2 separate regions of the Canis lupus genome follow, and region 2 is linked to region 1. A link is a contact called in public Hi-C data. All regions are on one chromosome and are shown on one strand. The core of a region is the stretch at or near the end of the contact, and the rest is flanking DNA. Distances in the headings are between cores, read along the strand shown. Region 1 has its middle 12 kb from the start of TACC1. Region 2 holds the start of DDHD2 (phospholipase DDHD2).

Region 1 (6,392 bases), core at 2,498-4,997:
TCAGAGGGAAGTCTGCTTCTCCCTCTCCCTCTGCCTGCAGCTCCCCCTGCTTGTGCTCTCTCTCTCCCTCTCAATCAAATAAATAAGAATAAAATCTATTTAAAAAATAAAAGGCAGTTTTTGTTAACACCTTTAAATAATCTTTGATCTAGAGATTCTACTTGTAGAAATCTACCCTAAGGATAGGGCGCCTGGATGGCTCAGTTGGTTGGGTGTCTGACTCTTGATTTCAACTGGGGTCATGGTCTCAGTGTCCTGAGATCCAGCCCTGCTTCTGGCTCCATGCTCAACAGGGAGTCTGCTGGAGATTCTCTCTCCCTCTCTGCCTCTCCTCCACTCGCCTGTGTGCACTTTCTCTCTCAAATAAATAAATCTTTTTTAAAAAAGATTTTATTTGTTTATTCATGAGAGACACAGAAAGAGAGAAGCAGAGACACAGGCAGAGGGAGAAGTAGGCTCCCTGTGGGAGCTCCATGTGGAACTTGATCCCAGGACCCTGGGATCACGACCTGAGCCAAAGGCAGACGCTCAACCACTAAGCCACCCAGGCACCCCTAAAATAAATAAATTTTTTTTAAGATTTTATTTATTTATTCATGAGAGACACAGAGAGAGAGAGAGAGAGGCAGAGACACAGGCAGAGGGAGAAGCAGGCTCCACGTACGGAGCCCAACATGGAACTCGATCCTGGGTCTCTAGGATCATGCCCGGGGCTGAAGGTGGCACTAAACCGCTGAGCCACCCGGGCTGCCCTAAATCTTTTTTTTTTTTTTTTTTAAAGGACCATGCTACTCTTGATCTCAGGGTCATGAGTTAGAGCCTCATACTGGGTTGTAAAGATTACTTAAATAAATAAACCTAAAAAAAAAAGAATCTTACTTAGAATGGATATTGGATGTTATGGAGAAACGTTCACCCTATATTGTTAAATGAAAAATGCAGGCTACAAACCGGGATATACACCATGACACCCATCTCAACCCACTCTCCTCCTTGCTCATTACATCTTAAAAACATTCCTTTTCTTCAGTTCTAGTAAGCTCTTTCCTTCCCCAGTGCCTTTGCACATGTCAGGAAAAAACACAAAAGCCTTTGAAAGGAGAGAAAAAGAATTCGTGGGTGTCCTGACTAGCTTACCTATCCTGGTTATCTCCCTCTTTCATTTTCTGTGAGGCTAGTTTATAAGTCTGAAAGCTGTAGATAACTGAGAGTAGTGTGAATGATTATTTCCATGTGCTAGTAAATTCTGTCCAGGGGAGGGGCAACTGATTTCCTTCACCCAACTTGGCATCTATGTATATATATCCTTGGCATTCTCCTATGAAACATCTGTAACATCTTAATGGTTATCTCATTAATTGAGTTAAAAGAAACAACTTTTGGCATACGTTCATTTTATATTTGTATGATTTACCTTTTTATTTATTTATTTTATTTTTAAGAGATTTTATTTTTTTTATTTGAGAGAGAGAGCACACACATTAGTAGGGGGAACGGGGGAGAGAGAGAGGAAGTATCAGCTGGGAGCCTGATACAGGGCTCCATCCCAGGACCCATCCCAGGACACAGAGATCATGACCTGAGCCGAAGGCAGACACTTAAGTAACTGAGCCACCTGGGTGTGCCTCATTTACCTTTTTAAAAACTCTATTCCCTAACACATACCTGCCTCTTATACTCTCTCTCATCTCTTCACCTGTCCAACCCCTACCCACTCTTCAGTCCTGGTGTAAAGGTCATAGCCCCAGAAAAGCCTCCCTATTCAAGATCGGGTCTTCCATTATTCTCTTCTGTATCCATGCCTTCCTAGTGCTTGTTACAAGTGTATAATTATATATTCTGTACGTTTACATATGACTGGGAGTCAAATTATCTGTGATTTAAATTTTCTTCTTTATATTTTTCTTTATTTTACAAATTTTCCATAATGAATATGTACACTTTTATAATTTTTTAAATGTTATCTTTAATCACTACTTTCAAAAGAAAAAAAAGAACCACAGCATATTTACTGTCAATTGCCTCTTGCATCTCCAGTGAAGTCTCCCTACTCCAGCTCCTCTTGCCCACCCAGGTTGCTCCCTTACACAAACCCCTGCTGCAATCATATTCTGTTCTACACAATCATACTTACTAAAGCATTCAGTAACAATATAATGAGAAACTAACAGTGTACAGCAGTTCTAGAAGCCGCACACACACACGTGTGTGCGTGTGTGCGTGTGTGTGTGATGAGACTCTAAGAAAGGTAAATTGTGCTTCCTACTCTGGAGGGGTTTATAAGTCACAGGGTAAGACAGGACAAATTAAATCACAATGTGAGATATTCTTTAATGAAGTCCCAAGCTCAACCTAAATGTTTAGGCTCGAGCTCACTGAGGGCCAGAATGATCACATGGCCTTCTATTATGCTCTTGGCCTTGCATGTTTGCTAGCCTTGTGTGTTGAACTAGAACTCGGCCTCACAGAAGCCAGGACTGTTTTGGCTTCTTTAACATGACCCACAGGACTGAACACAGCCCAGACACATGGCAGAGGCTCTTGTTCACGGGCTCATCTGTTGTCCATGATGACTGGCTGGGTCAAGTTATGGCACTTAGCTTATCTGGGAAATGGAAGTTTCATGGATACAGCAGCCCAGAGTCCAGACAACAAGAGTGTCTCCAGGAAGGGGGGCCTTTGCTGAAGCAGAAGCTGGAAGCCAATCACCTTCCCACATGTGGGTGGGATCCTTATTCTCTAGTCTAGTCATGAGGGTGTCAACTGTTGGAAAACAACTTGCTTACGACTCTAGTTCGGAATATTCAGGGCAGGGCTCTGCCATCATGCTGTTTTTTTTACATCATGTAGAACATGAGTCTTCTTGGGGGCCTTCCTGAAAATGTCTCCACTCTCCACAGTGGAACTGCTGGTAGGGAGACAACCCTGGCCACTTGCATGCTGGCGTTTGCAGAATAGCCTGTGACAGAATCAACGGACATGGGGGTTAGGGATTGAAGAGAGGGTTACTTTTTCATCATAGTGGTCAACATGTTGCATGCCCTGCTTCTCCCAGAAGCCTTTAGAAACTGGCTTTAAAATGTTTCTTAACCTTTGACTTCAAACTAGTTTGCTACCTCCTACATCCTTCCTCACCCTCCCACCCTCCCTGCCCTTAAGCTCCCCGTCTGCACAATCTGACCTTCCTTGTGAAATAAGACACCAACCCTGTAGTAGCTCTCTCTTTTTCTCCCTCAGTTTTTCGAGGCATCCCATCCCTTAAGACTGACGTCAAAGGAGTCTTATATCATTCCCCAAATTCCCTCCGATGCTGCTTTCAGCAAAGAGTCCTGGGGAGGGTGGATCAGGATCTAAACCGGTGTGGCAGTGATTCTGGTCGGGATGGGCGCCGCCCGTCAGGATGCTGGGCAGGGAAGACAGAGGGGCTGGGTGGTGGCCGGGAAGGGCGGCCAGGGTCCTGAGGAGCAGACTCCGAGGTGCAGTCGGAGAGCCAGTGCCCTCGCTGTCTCTGGAACACTGGGGGGTCGTTTCTTCCTGAATGTGAAAATCTGGAGTCCCACAGACGCAGCCAGATGTGGGCCGGAGTGCCAGGGCAATTGTACTCCCCACTCACAGAGCAGCCTTTCATCTGAGTCCAGGAAAGGATAAAAAATTGTCATGTAAGTCCTGCAACTTGGCTGCGACGATTTCCACGCATGCATGGGGGCCGCATTGGTCTGCCTCTCCCGGCGGATCCTTGGCTCTCAGAGCCGTTTGGCGCGGGCAGCGCTGGTGGCTCCCTGTGGGCCTCCCTGCGGGTCGGCTCCGGGCCTGTGTCCCCAAGCCTGATTAGCGCAGCCCGGCTTGGCCCAAAGACGCCTGGGGGGGATTTGAGTCGTTCTAACAGTCTAATTGACTGATCACTTTTATTTCGCCTGTGCTGTTGACTTCCTGTTTACTGCTCCTTCCAGCTTAGACGAAGCCATTTGCAGCCACATGATGTTTTAAGGTTCCCTTCATTCAGCGAGAGCCAAGAGACAAAACTGCAGTCCCCCTGACAAAACAAAAGAGGCAATGGCTCCAGAGAGCAGGCTCTGGGGACCGGCTGAGTCCTGCGTTGCGGGGGTGGCAGCCGACCACTTTGCCCTGCGATGTGATGATTGCCAGTCATTATGCCTGTCTGGTAGAGGGGGAGGCCGAGTGAGAAACAACAACAGTCAAAGGGAGATCAGTGACTCCCGGGGACTAAAGAACCGTGCAGACAAAACAACCACCACCACCACCACCCAAATCCCCTGCGCTCGGTTTAGAGTTCATAGCCAGGAGGATAAACACCACTTAATTTGCCTCTGATTGCCATTTGGAGATGATAAAAATTTAACTGTTGCTGGAAGAAAAGTTTCCACGGAAATCGCAAGATCCTCCATTGAGAACATTTGTGAATTCCTCCTCAGCCGTCTCCTGAACCTCAGCTCACAACTGAACTCCGGAACATCTACTCCACAGGCAGCTTGGGTTTGGTGTTTTACAACAAGGCCGGGATTCTCCAACCAGGGTGATTTCACCCCTCCCTTCCCCCCAGGACATTTGGTGAAGTCCATAGACATTTTGGGTTGTCACAACAGTGTGTGTGTATGTGTGTGTGTGTGTGTCGGGGAGAGGGCTGTGAGTACTATTGGTGACTAGTGTGCAGAGGTCCAGGATGCAGTTAAGCATTCTATGATGCCCAGGACAGGCCCTCCACAACAAAACATTTGTGTACATTGAGAAACACCAGCAATAAGGTATCTGAAAAGCAGAAAGGAACAGAGATGTATTTGCTCTACATTCTAACTTTCTACCTGGACAAAGATGGGGTACAGGCAGGGAATCCATCCTTTCTGGAAACACAGAGCTGACATCTACAGAGCTGGTGTTACAGGCTTCATGTGATCAGAATGTCTTGTGGGCCTTCTGGAATCTGCGTGAAGGTGAAGATGAAGGTGTGGGCTCTCATCACCACCTTCTAGGGTCTGACCAAGTCGGGGAGGCATCCACGCGTGTGCAGCCACTGCCCCCTAGGGGAAGACACGCGCCCTTGGCGTGGGTTTCTGTTTCCAAGGCAGCCACCAGCTCTCAGCCCCCTTCTTCCTTCTAGCAGTATACAGGAAAAAACCCTCATTTTCTGGTTAGGAGTGATGGTTTCAAGCCCCAATTCTTACACTGGGTTAGAGGCCAAGCCTCTAACCTCTCTTAGCCCCATTCACCATCTTGGGACGTCCCAGGAAGCATTAAAGCATTACAAAAATAAATGAACCCGGCTGCTGTCCCTACAGAATTATAAAGTCAGAGGTGTTCAACTACCAACCAAATAGTTATGGAGGGCCTGTCATATGCCACGCTCTCTTATAATTGCTGAGTATATAAAGTAGACACTACAAAGTCCATTTTTTTGGGGGGGGGAGATAATAAACAATCAGCAAATAAGATAAGATGTGATTTCCCAGAGTGTTCATTGCTAGAGGATGGCTGAGGTGGGAGGAGGCCACCCCTGCAGTCAGCCAGGACAGTCAGGGAAGGCCTTTCTGTGGCTGAGACCTAGTAGGAAGTGACCTTATGAACAGCCCTACCCTTAGACCAAGGCTGCAGGGGTCCCTGCCCAGGGCCCCCTGAATTGGACCACACTGATCGTTCTCCTTACTTAACACTGGATCCCAGCGACATGCTTTTCCACCTCTGCTCCTACATACAAACTAGTACAGAGAGGATGGGCATGCAGAAATGCTTAGGTAAGAGAAAGGACAAATTAATTAATGTGTTAAACCCTGCTTCTCTGATAGCATCAATGCAATAGATTGTTGCGCAAAGAGTCATTTCCCCGGGGTGGCTAGGTGGCACATTTCCTTGAGCGACTTACTCTTGGCTCAGGTGCTGATCTCAGGGTCCTGGGATCAAGTCCTATGTGGTGCTCTGCGTTCACTGTAGAGTTGGTTTTAGATTATCTTTCTCTCTCTCCCTATGCCCATCCCATTCATGCTGTCTCCTTCTCACTATAAAATAAGTTTTTAAAATCTTTTTTAAAAAAGGAATTGTTTTCCAGAGAGTTTCTGAGTGTTTTTGTTTTATTTTATTTTATTTTGCTTTTTGTGTTTGGGAGACGCTCATAGATTACAGCAGTATTTGCAACATTTGCACTTGGTTTGGGAGGAACATTTTACAAAGTTAAATAATTTATATTTCTCTTAAATTCATATATGTTTGTCTAGATGCAAGATGCTTGAAGTGTACCAATTCTTTACCCTAACAACCCCATGGACATTGAACACTAATAATGAGAATCATATTTTAATAAGAATATTTAATATAATTTATTAAATTTTCCAAAAAACTTCAGCTCTATTTAAATAATTCTAATTTTAAAATTTCACACTCAC
Region 2 (6,365 bases), core at 3,574-6,073, 450 kb before region 1:
TTAAACTTTTAAAAAAAATAAAGATTTTTATTTGAGAGTGAACAAGTGAGCACAGGGAGTAATGAGAAGGAGAAGCAGACTCTCGGCTAAGCAGGGAGCCCAATCCCAGGAACCCATGATCATGACTTAAGTGGCAGGCAGGCAGGCAGGCAGGCAGACACTTAACCGACTGAGCCACCCACATGCCCCTGATGAAACTCTTCTAGTTAATCAGAATCTCTGGGTGTTGGATTTAAAAATCTACATTTTTAAAAAATTTTTTTTTTCTTAATTTTTATTTATTTATGATAGTCACACACAGAGAGAGAGAGAGAGGCAGAGACACAGGCAGAGGGAGAAGCAGGCTCCATGCACCGGGAACCCGATGTGGGATTCGATCCCGGGAGTCCGGGATCGTGCCCTGGGCCAAAGGCAGGCGCCAAACCGCTGCGCCACCCAGGGTTCCCTAAAAATCTACATTTTAAAGAATCTACTTAGCATATTCTTCCATTCATTCAAGTTTGAGAATCACCCTCACAGCCTGAAGCCCTGTTCTTATTATTTTATAGTAAGAGCATCCAAGACAACTGTGGAGTGTTCTCAATTTGGGGTACCTAGCTGTCCACCAGGGATTGAGGACTCTTGCCCCCAAAAACTATGTATCTTCATACCAAATGCCTTCATAGGCATTCAACAAGTACATTGTGAATACTGAAATACGGTTTATTTTGGAAAGAAATGGGAATTCAGAATCAATGCCTAACAATTTTTTCAGCTTTGGATATGAAATCTAGTTGTCTCATGACCCTTAAACTCCTGCTTTTGCTCTTTAGGCAACTTACTGGCAATTAGCATTACCTTTTGTATTATAGCATGGAGTCAGCAACTGCCTAGCACCAGAGGCCAAATGTAACCCACTGCCTGCTTTTGTAAACAAGTTTTGTTGGGACACAGCCACACTCATCTGTTTACCTAATGTCTCTAGCTGCTTTTGTGTTACAACAGGAGACCTAATTAGTTGTGACAGAAACCTTATGTCCCACAGAGCCTGAGATATTTATCTGGCCGTTTACAGCAAAAAGTTTGCTGCCTCCTGCACTAGAGAATTCAAAGTAAAGATGTAGAGCTTGTGTCAGATTTTGCCTTTTAAGTTTTTTCTCATACATACAACTGCAAACAACAGCTAGTGAAATTAAGTGGGTTTTGAGTGATATACCATAAATATTCTCTTTTTCTGAACCTACCTACTAACTGAGCCTTCTTGGGAACCTAAAATTTATACTGCTTAAGGCAGTGATCTCAAAGTGTAGATACCATACTATCTGCCTCTAAATCATCTGAAGTGCTTGTTTAAAATGCAGATTCCTGAATCCTACCAAAGACCTACAAAAAGACCATTTCTGGAGGTATACCTAGACATTTGGTAACTCCTTTTGTAACTATCAATGTATTTGGTTCCTGCCTCTGTTACGACACTTGAGATATATTTGTTTACCTGCTTGCCTCTTAAGACTGTGAACTCGTTCAGGGTAGGTACTGTTATTCGTTACTTTTGTATTTCATGCCAAGGTGGGCACATTTAATTGCTGTAGTCCACGCATGCTGGATCACAAGATCAAAACTATTAATACTGCGACATGATTTGCTTTTTTTGCTGCTTTTGACATTTGCACTGTTGATGCAAAAGCAATGGTGGGTGAAACTACTGGCGCTTTAGCAGGAATTAAGGAGTGGAAATAAATTGTATTGTCAGTCATTGTATTATGCACTGCCATGCATTCATAATAAAAATGGTGCCCACTTCACAAGAATACTGTTCTTGAAGTAAAAATTATTAATTTTATTAAATATTAACCCTCATGTTCACGCCTTTTTCATATTCTGTGTGACAAAATAGCATGCATAAAACAGTCCTGCATACCCACGCACTCTGGTCTGTTGAGGAAAAAGCACTTGATAGATTATTTGAATCGCTAACTGAACTGCCTACTTTTTTTTCATGGGACATCATTTTTATTTAAAAGTACAACAGAGAAACTAGGGCTAGTCAGATTTACCTATTTGACAGAGCTTCTCTTGAAAACAAAGTGAGCTTGTCATTCAAGGAAAACAACTGACAGTATTGCCAATGATAAAATGTGACTTTTCAAGAAAAAAGCAGACTTTAGAGAACTTTTATTTGCTAAGAGCTTGACAGCTTAAAGGCTCTTCTAATGAGATCAGTGACAATTAAAAAAAAAATATATATATATATAGTATAATGAAATGTGTTAACATTTGGAAGACCGAATAGTACAGTGAGCTGATATTTTCCAAATCACTAATGCTTGATGTCATAAATCATGTAAAGGTAAAAGATCCATTCAAAGTGCAAGATAGACTGATGGATTTTAATGTATCAAAGTACAAAATATTCACTGATAGGTTTTTAGATTCCCTATTGCAACTAACCTTTAAGAAGCCACCTTTTGTTGAATTTTAGTGTAGTATTAAAAATAGTCACAATTGGAAATCCCTGGGGGGCTCAGTGGTTTAGCGCCTGCCTTTGGCCCAGGATGTGATCTTGGAGTCCCGGGATCGAGTCCCATGTCGGGCTCCTTGCATGAAGCCTGCTTCTCCCTCTGCCTGTGTCTCTGTTTCTCTCTCTCTGTCTCTCATGAATAAATAAAATCTTTAAAAAAATAGTCACAATTATCTGAAGAGGCTATTAAAATACTGATTCCTTCTCCAACTACATAGTTGAGGGAAGCTGGGTTTTCTTCATATACTTCAACCAAAACTAAGTAACAGTTTGAATGCAGAAGCAAATATGAGAATCCCACAGTTTTCTTTTTTTTTTTTTATAAAAAAGTGGGGTATCCAACAGTTTTCTATTAAACTAGACATTTTTTTTAATAAAAGATTTTCTTTATTTATTTCCTTGAGAAACAGAGAGAGACAGAGAGAGAGAGGCAGAGACAGACAGAGGCAGAGACACAGAGGGAGAAGCAGGCTCCATGCAGGGAGCCTGACATGGGACTCGATCCCGAGTCTCCAGGATCAGGCCCTGGGCTGAACGCAGCGCTAAACCGCTGAGCCACCCGGGCTGCCCCTATTAAACTAGACATTAAAGAAATTTATAAAAATGTAAAATGCCATTCTTTCCCGATTTTTTTCATTTTGGGAAATAGTTATTTTTCCATGAAAAATTTTATTTACAAGAAATGAGTTTTTAATGTTATTTTAAATGAATTAGTAAATATTTAAATTTCTGTTTTAATTTCTAGTAAATATAGATATAACCTACATAAACAATACTTCTTTAGGGTCCTCAATAATTACAGTGTAAAGAGTTCTTGAGACCAAAAAATTGAGGACAGCTGGTATAGAGGATATAGAGATTTGGAGACAGAGGACCTAAATTCAAGGTCTGGTTTTGTCACTTAACTAATTTTAGGTAAGTCCCTTACCTGCAGGCTCTGGAGACACTATTTTTCTGGCTCCATCACTTGCTGATAGTTAAGACTTTGGGTAAGCCATTTTACCTCTATAAATAGGGATAACTAGAGTCTGTACTTCATCAAGTTGTGGCGAGGACTAAATGGGGTCACACTTGTAGAAAGCTTGCAACCCTACCTGAAACATAGTAAGAGCTCAGTATAAATGATGGCTCCTGTTATGGGTCTATGATACTAGCTCGTCATCTGACAAGGTCCTAGAGAATGGGACAGCTCTGGCATTCTTTTTTTTTAAAGATTTATTTATTTATTTATTTATTTATGATAGTCATAGGGAGAGAGAGAGAGGGGCAGAGACACAGGCAGAGGGAGAAGCAGGCTCCATGCACCGGGAGCCCGACGTGGGATTCGATCCCGGGTCTCCAGGATTGTGCCCTGGGCCAAAGGCAGGCACTAAACCGCTGCGCCACCCAGGGATCCCCTAGCTCTGGCATTCTTTATCCTCTCCCTGGAGAGCATAAGCTTTCTAGGTGTTAAAAGTAAACTTGTGGCTGTCTGTGGCTGTGAACCTGTTAAGAGAATGTGTTACCAAAATTCGTTTTCCTCGATTTCTGAAGCAGTAACAAAACTGAAAGGCATTTTCTGAACCCTTGCCCTTTAATCTAGTTAGAAAATAGGCAAGTATCTTAATGAACACTCAAAGGATCTGAGCTCTTCCAGAAAACTAAATACTCAGGAGAGCAGGGCAGGGCCATGAGCTTCATGACTGTGGGAAATTCATTTAAGCTTTTCACCTCAATTACGTCATCTTGTTTGGACAAAATTAACTCGTTTCCAACCTCTGGTGCAGCTTTTAAATGCGGTGACGCTCACCTCTACATTTTTTAGACTCATCTTTTTGGGCAGCCTTGAAATCCTAATAAATGGAAGCGGGAGGGGGGGAAGACGCAGGGATAACTTTTTTCTTTGCAAATGCCAGGGGTGTCCACTTTCCCCTGCAGGCAGGAAGGGAAGCCTCTGCCGGCGCCCTACCGTCCTACTGCTCCCCAGGGACGCGGCACCTGCGACCCGGTCATCTTTCCCGGCCCTTCAGTGTGGTCAGCCAGGGTAGTACCGGGCTCGGCGCGCCTCTTTCCTCTAGTCTGCCGAGTGAGGAGGCGAGGCTGGCTGATCCCCAAGAAGCTCGCTTCCAGTCCAACTCAAAACGCTCCCTTACTCCTGGAAGACCTCATCCCCCACCCCCGCCTTTCCAAGTCCCCCGACCTCCCGCTGAGCTTCCGCGCGCCGACTCCCAGCGAAGGGCACGCCCCACGCACCGCCCACACGCCCGGCGCTTCGCTTCCCTGCCCGCAGGAAGGAGCCGCATCTCGCGCGATTCCTCCCACCTCTCGCGACACTTCCTGTCAGTCTCGGGCCGCGCTGAGGGCCCCACCCATCGCTTCCACGCCGCGGTCCCAGCCGCATCACCTTTGCTCTCGGTCCCCGGCCCTCTGTTCGCCCGCTGGGAGCGCAGTGGAGCCCAGTGCTGGGCACGAGCCTGGCGGGGCCGCAGGCTCCGCCCTGCTGCGCCCCGCCCCGCCTGGGCTCCCGGGAAAGGCTGCCGCGGGGACGTGTCGTGCCCCCCTCAGCGAGGGCAGGAGCGTGTGAAAGGCCGCGGGGCTGTCAGGTGAGCCAGCGGCGGCGGGCCAGGGTGGGCGGCTGGGCCCAGGGAGGCCCAGCTGGGCTGCGGGGTGGGGATGCCGGGGGCGGAGGAGGACGGGATGCCCAAGGCCGAGAGGGGAGGTGCCCGGAGGACCGACCCGGGGGTGGGTGACCTCGATCCGCGGGGAGCGGCCAGGGTTCCGTGTGTGCCGCCTGCGCTCTGAGGCCCCGGGAGATTACTGTGTTTCCATCCGCTCCGCTCCTTTCTGCAGGGCTGGACGCGGGCGGAGGCAGGTCTCCGACCTCTGGTCCGGGCTGCAGGAGGAGGCCCGGGGTCGTGGGGAGCAGGGGCACGCCAGGGTGGCTGTGAGGTAAATCGGTGCTAGGGAAGAAAGATGCAGTGGCCGGAAGCCTGAGGAGCGTCGGCTCGGGGGAGGGCAGGTGTTTGCCATCCCTCTGCGCCCGGTGCCGAGGTAGCAGGCGGCTCACTTCCCTCAGGGGGGACGCACCTCGATGTATGCAGTGTCCCTGCTGAGGGGTCCGAGTGGTGAAGGGGTGGGACCACCTAGGGCAGAGTCGTCTTTGAGGGAAAGAGGCTGTTGAGGTCACTCTTTCCTTTTCACCTGAGCCTGGCGCCGTGGCAGTGGGTGCGCGCTTGCGTACGGGGCTTCCGACCAGGTTCAGGTTCTCAGAATTCGTGCCCGAGTACACTTCAAGAATCGATCAAAGGTGACAGGTTCTTAAGTGAAGAGTTTAACTTTCAGTATTGTAAGATCCCAATAATCCAGTATGTAAGTGTGCAGTGATCGAGGCCTGGAGCCTAAAATATAGGTGTTAATTAAGACAGTTGGAGTAAATTTTTTGCCTTTGGTGATAGATTGGATTTGGGATGAGACGCTTTGTTGCAGTCAAGTTTTTGACCATGTGTTTCTTGGGATTCTGGGTTTGTCTTATAATTTATTGTCTGACTAAAGCCATGCAGTTTCCCGAGAGTTGGGAAATCCATGTAAGGTGGTTTGACTATAAGAAGCATTTTTTTTAAAGTTCCCCCTCAAATCCAGCTGTTAATTTATAGGTTATTTCTAAATTCAGTTGTGTGGCCCCCTTGAGATTAGTCTTTCTTTCAGAAATGGCTCCTTAAAATGACCAGGTGTGTGTGTGTGTGTGTGTGTGTGTGTGTATGAGAGAGCAATTTCACTGGAAAGTTTTTTTCCCCGATAGTTTCTTTTATCTTGTCTTTTAGAGAGCGAAATGTCATCAGCGGAATCACAGCAGGAACAATTGTCCCAGTCAGATCCATCCCCGTCA

What was found. Hi-C and Micro-C count contacts between places; a contact is called where the count stands out from the background.
Region 2: a Hi-C map of skin fibroblasts shows a contact between it and region 1, with 4 times the contacts expected there. The contact joins the promoter of DDHD2 here to the enhancer-like site in region 1. A contact is called at or near these places in 2 of 9 Hi-C or Micro-C datasets (amygdala and skin fibroblasts).

Annotation. Positions count from the first base shown.
Region 1 is chr16:27,546,191-27,552,582 of UU_Cfam_GSD_1.0, reverse strand. No RefSeq gene overlaps it. Among named protein-coding and RNA genes, the nearest start is that of TACC1, 12 kb to the right of the region's middle. Within about 2 kb of position 3,747, at least 2 of the 20 cell types and tissues checked have an H3K27ac peak or open chromatin away from gene starts, as enhancers often do.
Region 2 is chr16:27,995,516-28,001,880 of UU_Cfam_GSD_1.0, reverse strand. It overlaps DDHD2 (phospholipase DDHD2), which reads left to right and starts at 4,823. Exons shown (of 15, transcript XM_038560075.1): 1 at 4,823-5,082; 2 at 6,301-6,365. The coding sequence starts at 6,309.